Linked DNA regions of Mus musculus: region 1 is linked to region 2. A link is a contact called in public HiCAR-type data. All regions are on one chromosome and are shown on one strand. Each heading gives the region's core, a stretch centred on a gene start, on an enhancer-like site or on the middle of the called end of the contact. The rest is flanking DNA. Distances are from core to core; before and after follow the strand shown.

Region 1 (4,951 bases), core at 1,570-4,069, 2.4 Mb before region 2:
AATACAGGACCTGAATAAAGGAACAATGGGGAAATAGCTTTGCTCATTTCAGATTTGTTGGACAGAGCCTTCCTGGGTAGTATGTGATTACAGCCAGTAAATTCTAGTAATCTTGGAGGTTTCATTTAGAATAATCAAAGCATGCTTATTTAACTTGCTGACACAATAATGAGCAGTAATGCTAAGATAACAAATGGCAATGTGCTTCAAATTGATTTTTAATACTGGAACGATGGGAACATGATAGACATTTTCATGAAGAAGAGCAGGACTTGTTAAAAGATCTGAAAAGTGAGAGAGCACACACAATGACTTAGAAGCAGTATGTCAAAGCAGGTTTTGTAGGAGCCAAGCCACATGTTCAAGGCTTTTTATATAATTCTTATATATCTTATATAATTTTATATAATTTCTACATATAACAAAATTGTATAGTTTTGTTTCCTCACCAAATATTATAAGGTTTTTGTAGGAGCTAAGTGAGTTAATTTGGGGTCAACTGCTTTGAACACTGCTTGAGCTATAGTCAGCCCTATTTAAGGTTTAACACCATATGGGATTCTTGAGTTACCTGAGAGTGAAAATTTTATCAATTGTCCAAGTGCTTCATCCTTATCCACTTCCTCCTATTTGAGCTGGGCTCCAAGGACTGAGTCTCCTTGGTGAATACCTGGATTCTGCTAACCCACTGTGTGGGACCACATACAGCTCTTTTGCCTTATTCCATAATTTTCCTTCTCTGCTCCTGTTCCTGGGATTCATCATCAGTAGGGCCACTCTTCTTATGACCTCACCTCTGCCCCTGAGGCCTCATCTACTAACTTTGTTTCAAGGTCTTTAGTCTTGGTCAACCTTGCTCTTGACTCTGTTCAGTTTTGTTCAGTACCCTAGTGGGGAGTCAGAATGTGAGGCTGTCCTTTCCTTTCCTTTTTTTTTTTTTTTTTTTTTTTTTTTGGTTTTTTGAGACAGGGTTTCTCTGTGTAGCCCTGGCTGTCCTGGAACTCACTTTGTAGACCAGGCTGGTCTCGAACTCAGAAATTCACCTGCCTCTGCCTCCCGAGTGCTGGGATTAAAGTCGTGCGCCACCACGCCTGGCCTTTTTTTTTTTTTTAAGATTTATTTATTTTATGTATGTGAGTACACTGTATATGTACAGATGGTTGTGAGCCTTCATGTGGTTGTTGGGAATTGAATTTTTAGGACCTATGCTTGCTCCAGTCCACCCTGCTTGCTCCGATCAATTCAGTTCACTCAGTTTTTTTTTTTTTTTTTTTTCCTTTTTGCTTTTTCTGAGACAGGGTTTCTCTGTGTAGCCCTGGCTGTTCTGGAACTCACTCTGTAGACCAGGCTGGCCTCAAACTCAGAAATCCAGCTGTGTCTGCCTCCCAAGTGCTTGAATTAAAGGCATGCGCCACCACTGCCGAGCCTCACTCAGTTCTTGCTTACTCCAGCCCAAAGATTTATTTATTATTATACATAAGTACACTGTAGCTGACTTCAAACGCACCAGAAGAGGGTGTCAGATCTCATTATGGGTGGTTGTGAGCCTCTATGTGGTTGCTGAGATTTGAACTCAGGAACTTCAGAAGAGCAGTTAGTGCTCTTACCCGCTGAGCCATCTCACCAGCCCGAGACTGTCCTTTCCAACAGCACAGAGAGATGCATTTAGTCAGAAAAGCAGAAAGTAAATGCTCTTGGGAAATACCCAATTTAACATATCTGGAGTCTGATTGAAAATGTCTGATTGTAATTAAAAAAGACACCAGGCTGAAAGCAACTTGTATTATCAAAGTAGTCCACACTGGGGCTGTGAAGGAGAAAGGAGAAAGGAGACTTTGAGGAGAGGAAGAACCTTGAGGATTATCTAGTTAGGGAGAGACTCAGGAAGGTAAATTAGCAAAGAAGACTGCATTCTAGACATCAAGTACCAGAATGATGGATGTCACAGAAAAATAGGGAGAAAGGTTTGAAGAAGATGGCAACACCTGAGAAAGGGTCTTTTAGTTAAAAGATAATCATGAGGCAAGAGTAGATGGATTAAGGTAAAGAAATGGGTGGCTTAATTAAACTGACAGGGAAAACGCAAGTGGGAAGGTTGGCTTCAATCCATGTAGGTCTGTACGGATCAGACTTTGTGTCTATGTCTGGTGCCTGGGTTCTGGGCAGCTGTGTGGGGGGCAGAGTTTTTTCACTGGCCCATGTCAGGTGAAGGTCAGGTGAAGGTGGAGCACCCACAAACCACCTCGAGACTGCAAGGTCAGGAGAGGAAACTCGGGCCACCTGGAAGTATGCAGTCTACTCCATTAACAGAAGCCCCGTCAACATAATTTACTCGAATAAATAACTTTCCACACTGCCAGGCGACAGACAGCCTTTCTTGCTCAAGGGACACCAAAGTGATGCAGAAGCCCCGCGCTGCGTCTTCCCGCTCGTCACTCGCTCTGGCCGCGGCGTCCCCAGAGGTGGCTGGAAACACCCTTTGGAGCCCCGAAGCCGGCTTGGGTGAGGGCAGTGTTTCCTGAGAGCCCCGCCAAGGTGGCCAGCCGGGAGTCTCCCTTTCACCCCGCAAGGTTATCTCTCCCACCTCTAAACCCAGCAGATCTCTACCGCGGCTCTTGGCGGCGGACTTCCCGGCCGAGCGGGGACGCTGTGGGACTAGAAGCCTGTCTAGGCGGACGCGTGGGCCACGCCTCGCGGACATTCAGGAAATGATGTAACGCTTGAGTCCGGCAGCCAAAGTTGTGTCACGCCGGATAGCGGAAGTCCCGCCCACCTCCGCCGGCGGAAGTCCGGTCCTCCGCTTCTCCTGGTTCCTCGTGCGTTCCACCGCCGGCATGGCGCATTACAACTTCAAGAAGATTACGGTGGTGCCGTCTGCCAAGGTAGGGGTGACAGAGGTCGTTTCCGCCTATCTCCATTTCCCCGACAAGTCGCCAGGGAGGGTCCAGGCCTGTATCCCCGAGACTGGGGGAGGGAGGACACCGTGCAGTCCCTCGGCCCTCAGTGCGGAGCTCCGCTTGCTAGGCTTTGTCCTCGCGACCCTCGGAGATCAGTCCCACTCTCTGAAACCAAGCCCCTCTCCTGCTGTCCTTGGGTACCCTAAGCCCTAGAATCCCTCCAAGACATCAGGGCCGTTCCAGAGCCTATGATTCTTGTGTGGCCTGCCGACGGGACAAAGTGTCTGGGTGGTGGCCACAGTAAGGAGCAGGGTAGGAAGCCTGAAGGGGCCAGTGGTGAGCGTCGTGTGAGTACCCTCCCCTTTAAGTAGAATTTGATTCGTGACGTCACGGTCTAAAAAGATTTTAGGTAGCTGTCATTTTGTCGTTGGACTTAAAAGATGCAATTGGTTATAAGCACGCAAGTAGCCAGGCCCACATTATGTAACGTAGCAAGATGCTTTCCTCCCAAATGTCGAGAATGAGGTAGGCTAAAGAACCTAAAAGGATACACCGGTTTCTCTGGCAAGCCATGGGCATTAAATTGCAGAATCAGTTAGAGGAACCAGTGTCACTATCGTTAAATTGACCGCAGTGTGGGTGTTTTCGACATCCCCCTTTCTGAATGAGCTTGCTTTGAAAACTTGTGTAAAGAACTAGTATTTTCTGGTGGGCGTGGTAGTGCACGCCTTTAGTCTCAGCACTAGGGAGGCAAAGGTAGGCGGATCTCTGAAAGACCCTGTCTTGAAAAGACAAAAACCATGTTTCCACTAGTTGTTTTCCTTACACGTCTCTGTATTTCTCCTTTCTTCCTCTTTCTGATATCCATTCTGATACGTTTTTCACACGTTTGTAATAATTGGAAAGAAACTACATGTAGGAATCACATTTTGTTTTAGCCCACGAGACTGTCGCCACTACTTCTCAAGTGCATGTTGAAGGAACTCGTACACTTTTTATTTCACTGGAAATAGAGTTCATTGGGTCAAAGGAACTTTGTTGATATAATTGACCTAGGAAAGGCAGCCTTTGTCTCTGTTGCCCTGAAGGAGGTCTGTTTGCAGATGAGTTTGCATGTGTGTAGATAGGTGGTGGGAAATAAAAAGTCAATCTGAAGAGTATGGGGTGCTTTTGTAAAGTGTGTGCCAAGTTCTGTGTATAGAAACACATAGAATAGTCTGCGTCTTTAAGAATCATATTCTGGGGGCTGGCGAGATGGCTCAGTGGTTTAGGAGCGCCGACTGCTCTTCCGAAGGTCTCGAGTTCAAATCCCAGCAACCACGTTACGTCTGTAATGAAATCTGATGCCCTTTTCTGGAGTATCTGAGGACAGCTACAATGTACTTATATATAATAAATAAATAAGTAAATAAATCTTAAAAAAAAAGGATTTTCTGAAGGAATAACTGAATGTGTTTATACCCACCGCAGTATGATGGAGAAGTGTGAGCTCCAATTGGCCCTCTGTATGAGTTCAAATCCAGAGTCAACCAACACAGATTAAAAACACTATTTGAAAATTGCATCTATATTTAATGTACATAGACTTTATTTTCTCTTTTTTGTTTGTTTGCTTTCTTTTTGTCTGCCTTGGCTGGCCTGGAACTTATACATTTCTGCCTCTAGGATTAGGATTAAAGGCGTGAGCCACCATGCACATAGACTTTTTAAAGGAGCATTCCCTACATATAGTTACAGCTATTTACCGTATATGACAAATATATGTGGATTCTTCTACACACAAGTACTGTGCCATTTTATAAAGTGAACTCAAATATCTCTCTGTTTTGGTGGGCGAGGGCTTGGGTGGGAGGAACCCTGACTATAAACTCCTGTAAATATCAGAGATTTGGGATAACATAAGAATGTAGTGAGAACTGGGCAGTCGGTGTTAGTGCATGCCTTTAATCCCACTACTGAGGAGGCAAAGGCAGGAGATCTCTGTGAGTTTGAGGCTAGCCTGGTGTACAGAGCAAATTCCAGGACAATCAAAGCTACACACAGAGAAACCCTGA
Region 2 (4,859 bases), core at 1,716-4,215:
CAGCTTGCCCCAAACTCATGGAGATCGGCCATCTATGCCTCCCAAGTGCGGGGACTAAAGACATGTGCCACCACACCTGGCTTGAGATAATAATTTAATATATGTTTAGAGTAAAAAAAAAATGCTTACAGCTTTTAGAAAGGTCTGTAGTTCAGTTTCTAGTACTAATTCAGTAGGTTCACAACTGCTTATAACTTCCTACTGCTGGGCATGTGATGCCCTCTTCTGGCTTCTAAGGGCACCGATACCCACACAATTGAAAATAAAACAAAATCTTCAAAATAAAGTAAGACCAAAACCAAAACCACTGACATAGAGAACTTATGCTGTTTTTGTCTTTATTTTTCTTTGTGAGCAGCTAGTTTTGAATAATGTTTTTTTTTTTTGGTTTTGTTTGTTTGTTTGTTTGTTTTTTTGGTTTTTGGTTTTTTGGTTGTTTTTTGTTTTTTGTTTTTTGTTTTTTTTTGCTAATATAAATACATGACTATAAAACTAGATAACCCTTCAGAATCTCTCATGCCTGGCCTCAAGTGTTTTCTCTAGCACAAAAATAATCAGGAATTTACATTGAGACAGCATCCCAAAGATGAGAATAAACTGGTCATAGATCTATTCGACAAAACACAGGAAGGAAAAGGCCTGATTTAACATGAGATGGTAATCTTCCACTTGCTCCTTTCACTTGGGGGTGGGGGGAGATCATTTTGAACACTCCCTTTGAGTGGGCTAGGTCTTACTTTGTTTATAGTGGTGTCAACACATGACTAAGCATAGTAGCCACCAGGACCTTTAAATACAGCTCTAGCAGAGTCAGTTGGGAGCCACTGATGCCCAACCTGGCCCTGCTCAGTATATTCCAGAGCCTGCAGCCCACGTTTCCATGGGAGTGAAAGGTCTAACAGGAGAACTTCTGGTGGAAGATGGGTGTGATAGGGCCACTCAGGGTTCCATAGCCTCTGAAGTGCTGTAAACAAAACCTGTAGTAATCTTTCTTCGGTTAAAAAAAAAGTATGCTTTTCAAAGGCTCAGCGGTATGTTTTTCTTAGGTGAGTCATCCAACTGGCTTTGAAGGCAAGACTATAAAATGGAATTTTAGAAAAAATGTGTTGGCTACATTACATGTTTAGTCTTTTGCTTCACTAGAGAAAGAAACTGATCTCACTTTCTGCATGATAATGAGATAGGGCAAAATTAGTTCTCCTAACTTGGTAATTTCTTCCTTTTAGTCAAAGGCGGTTTAAAGCTGTGGGGGGCAGGTATCTTTCCTAAGTGGTGCGAACACAAAGACTTCACAGTTAAAGACCAAGTCATTTCCTAGCAAGCTTCCATGGGCGCAGTGGGGTGGAAGCTTTAAACACAATAGTAATCCAGCCATTCTTTTCTTATTTACTTAAATAATTCCGATTATTGTTGCTAAGCGCCTTTAGAATGTGTTAAAGTTTGCAGAATGGTTTTTCCTTGCTTTCTAACTAGCACAACTTTTGTAAAAACACAAACAATTTTTAGAGTGTCAAGTCAGTATCTGAGGCTGTATGGAGGATACTTGGTAGAATGCTTGCCTGACACCTAGGAAGTCCTGACTTTAATCCCTAGCACCAAATAAAACTGGGTGTGCCAGTGCAGTGCACACCTGTAACTAGCTCGTAGGAGGTAGAGGTAGAGGAAACAGAGTTCAAGGTCACCTTCAGCTGCACAGTAAATTCAGGGCCCGTCTGGGGTATGTGAGATCTTGTCTCAACAAACAGACAGAACCCAGCATTTAAGTTAAAAGAATAAGAGGAAAGGCACCATTTCTGTTCACTGTGTGGCATAGTTAAGTAGTCAAGCGGCCTGTGGTGGCTTTGTGGGGAGCAGTTCTATGAGTGTGGATGCTGCTGGACATTGATGCCAGGAAAGGTTTACCTGTTCCAGCCCCGAGACAATCTCAGGATGCTTGTGGCCTTCCGGCTGGTCCTCTTCTCCAGTGTGCAAGTTGGGGCTACATCCTTGCTTTGGGCCTTTTAGTTACCCTACTACTGAATGCAGACCTTATCACAGTGGGCCTTTGGGAGGGAGCTTGACATGTCTTCATGTTATCTTATGCCAAAGCCCTTTGGTGAGTGCAACTCTTTGTCCTGCTCTTCTCGGAGAGCTGTGGAGTCATGGCTGAGGCCCTGGCTGCCGCATCCCTCACTGTGTTCTCTCTGGCTCAGCAGCTTATGAGTTTGGATGAAGACACTGCACCCTAGGTAGAATCTGTTTCATCATAGTGGGGAGCAGGACCTGACACATGGACCCAGGGTGCACTGAGGCTTCCGTTCTACCTGTTCCTTCCCTTCCTTTCCTAAGCTCATTGTAGAAATGTTTGCTTTTTGGTTTTGATTGATTAATTGGTTGATTGATGACTATGGCTAAATACTTTTATCTAGCACTTGCTTGCATTGTCTTCTAACAGTCAGTTTAAAAACTAGGTTCATTGTCATCGTGTTTCTGTTTTATAATTTGTGGGTTTATTAATTAATGTACAGTAAAGCCTAGCCTCTCTTTAAATAGATGTTTGTTTTTTTTCCTCATCCAGGGTTACCAAGGCTTGGTGGATGGAGGCTCCAATATTGTGGAAGCCAAATGGGACTGTGTCTCCAGCATTCTGCAAGTGGTAGGTGCCATGCTGTTCTCTGTTTCTCTATATTAATGTCTCTGTTTTCATTTAAAACACTGGATGCTTGAGTAAGCTCTAACACGCCTTCCCATCCCTGCTAGCTCATAATAAACTATAATTAGTTTACTGTTTTAAACTAGTTATAAGGCCAGAGGACACTCATTTCTTACCATGCTCCTTATTTTCCTTTCTCTGGGACAGATATCTGACTGAAGGAACCCAAGGGAGGATTTACTGGGCTCATGGTTCAGTAGGTATAGTCCTTCTAGTCAGGAGAGCAGGGTGGCTTGAGAGGCTGAGCAGTTCGGCACATGACAGGTAGTGGCTTGTGGCCAAGCTTGTGGTCGAGGGAGATTGTCAAGTGGCTTCTCAGTGCCTTGGCAGATCAGAATCAGAGGACTGGACCAGAAGCTGGGATGGTTGGCACCTTCAAGGCTCTCCCCCAGCAAGCCATGTGGAATTCACCTGGTCTCAAAGCAGCTACAGTCCTCCTACATAGTGTCCCTACTTGAGGACCAAGGGTTCACATTCAATCTACAAGATGTGTCATTTAATTAATTTTTACTTTAGGTATGTATGTGCATGCCTATGTGAGTATATGGGCGTATGTGTGCCCCTATGCACAGAAAGGTCAAAAGATGATGTTGGGTCTCTTGGAGCTGCAATTACAACCGTTTGTGGAGTACCTAGCCTGATATGTGGGAGCTCGAATCTGAGGATCTGGTCCCCACGATTATATAGCAAGCAGTCTTAACCACTGAGTCATCCTTCAAGCCCTTTTATTCCATCTTAAAAATACCAACATGACCTCAACTCAGGAAGTATCTTTGCAATACAAGCTTGGGTGTCTCAGCCTCAGCTACTGTTCATTGTGGTATTTCTGGAAGATTTTTTTTTTTTTCAGAGCAAATGAGTGTAGTAGAGGTTAATTTGGTTTGCTGGTACTGTGTGCTCATCGGTAAATCTCTGTGCCCTCTGGGTTTTTATATATCCCTTGGCACAGAGTAAAACAAAGCCTGGGAAAAATTCTGACTGGCAGCCCCTAGGGCGGTGGATTTAACTGGGACACTTCATCCCTGTTCTAGCTTGAAGCAGACACAGCTAATTTCTGTATTGTGCACAAGGAAGAGGTAATTGTAAATGGTTGCCTGCTTTGATTAAAAAAAAAATCTGTCCAGGGAACTTATGCTGCTTACATCCCTGGAACCTTTTGGCTTAATGAGGGAACAAATTAATTGAGAAGTAAAGAGAAGGCATAGAAAGAAAAGACTTCATACAAAGCTATTTATTTGTTGCTTGAGGCTTTAAAACCTAAGCATTAATCTTTGACTCATCTGGAGTACTTTTTAATATAAGTAAAATTAGCAAATTCATTCTGAAGGTGCTAAGGGCATATGCACTTTAGCAAATGTCGAAGACTCGGAGATGGCACCTGGGAATGTCTTAGCTTTGCTGCGTACCTAGAGAGTGAAGAACGGCTTGGGAAGTTCAAAGTTAGGCAGAGTAATGCTTTCAAGACAAGCACTCTGTTAAACACAGAACATCCCCATCCTGCTGTTGTGATTGAGATAGGAAAATAGGAAACACTGCTCGGTTGAGAGGGTGTGTGTGTGTGTGTGTGTGTGTGTGTGTGTGTGTGTGTAAATCTATGAATGGCATCTGTAAGTTGGTTGTCCATAGTTTTCATCCTGAGGCTGCCCACTGTATCTATTCAACTCTGGAGTCCGTGGGTTTCCCTTCCACTCCCAGTTGTAACAGTACCATGCTCTTCTGACTGGTCTTTATCAGATGGTTCAGAGAACAGGCTCAGCTCTGCTCTGGACTTGGCTCTTGCCACCCCTGGCCCGCCTCTGTCATGTCCAGTTGCATGTGGCCCATCCCACTTAGCAATGGCACTAACCCAGCATCAGTGTAGGTGTTGCGTTGACTTCATCTTTATTAGTAATTTCTAACTAAGGTTTCACTCAATAACATGGTGGTAATTTTCATGGAAAACTGTAAATTTTGACAGCTTTATAAATGAGCTTTAGACATATGAATTCTAGCATGCAAGGAGGAGAATGGGTTTCTAGTGAGCCATCTGCATTGAGACTCTGCCTGTAGCATGGTTCAGCCTGGAAACCGCACGAGTCAGAAGCAGTTGTCTCGGGAATGGACTCAACTCTTCTAAACTGATTCGTTGTTTGTTTAAAGGAACCTCATTGTTCTAAAATCTTAACTT

What was found. HiCAR-type assays count read pairs that join an accessible place to other places.
Region 1: a HiCAR-type map of astrocytes shows a contact between it and region 2, with 7 times the contacts expected there. The contact joins the promoter of Gtpbp4 here to the enhancer-like site in region 2. A contact is called at or near these places in 6 of 39 promoter capture datasets (the 3T3-L1 cell line, 3T3-L1-derived adipocytes, cranial neural crest and 2 more) and 4 of 115 datasets of contacts at active chromatin or transcription factors (astrocytes, embryonic stem cells, large pre-B cells and 1 more).

The regions. Positions count from the first base shown.
Region 1 is chr13:8,993,880-8,998,830 of GRCm38.p6, reverse strand. It overlaps Gtpbp4 (GTP binding protein 4), which reads left to right and starts at 2,819. Exons shown (of 17, transcript NM_027000.4): 1 at 2,819-2,882. The coding sequence starts at 2,835.
Region 2 is chr13:6,622,912-6,627,770 of GRCm38.p6, reverse strand. It overlaps Pfkp (phosphofructokinase, platelet), which reads left to right. Exons shown (of 22, transcript NM_019703.4): 3 at 2,558-2,635. Among named protein-coding and RNA genes, the nearest start is that of Gm35730, 2.4 kb to the left of the region's middle. Within about 2 kb of position 2,965, at least 50 of the 459 cell types and tissues checked have an H3K27ac peak or open chromatin away from gene starts, as enhancers often do. A contact at or near this core is called in astrocytes, where this site is marked.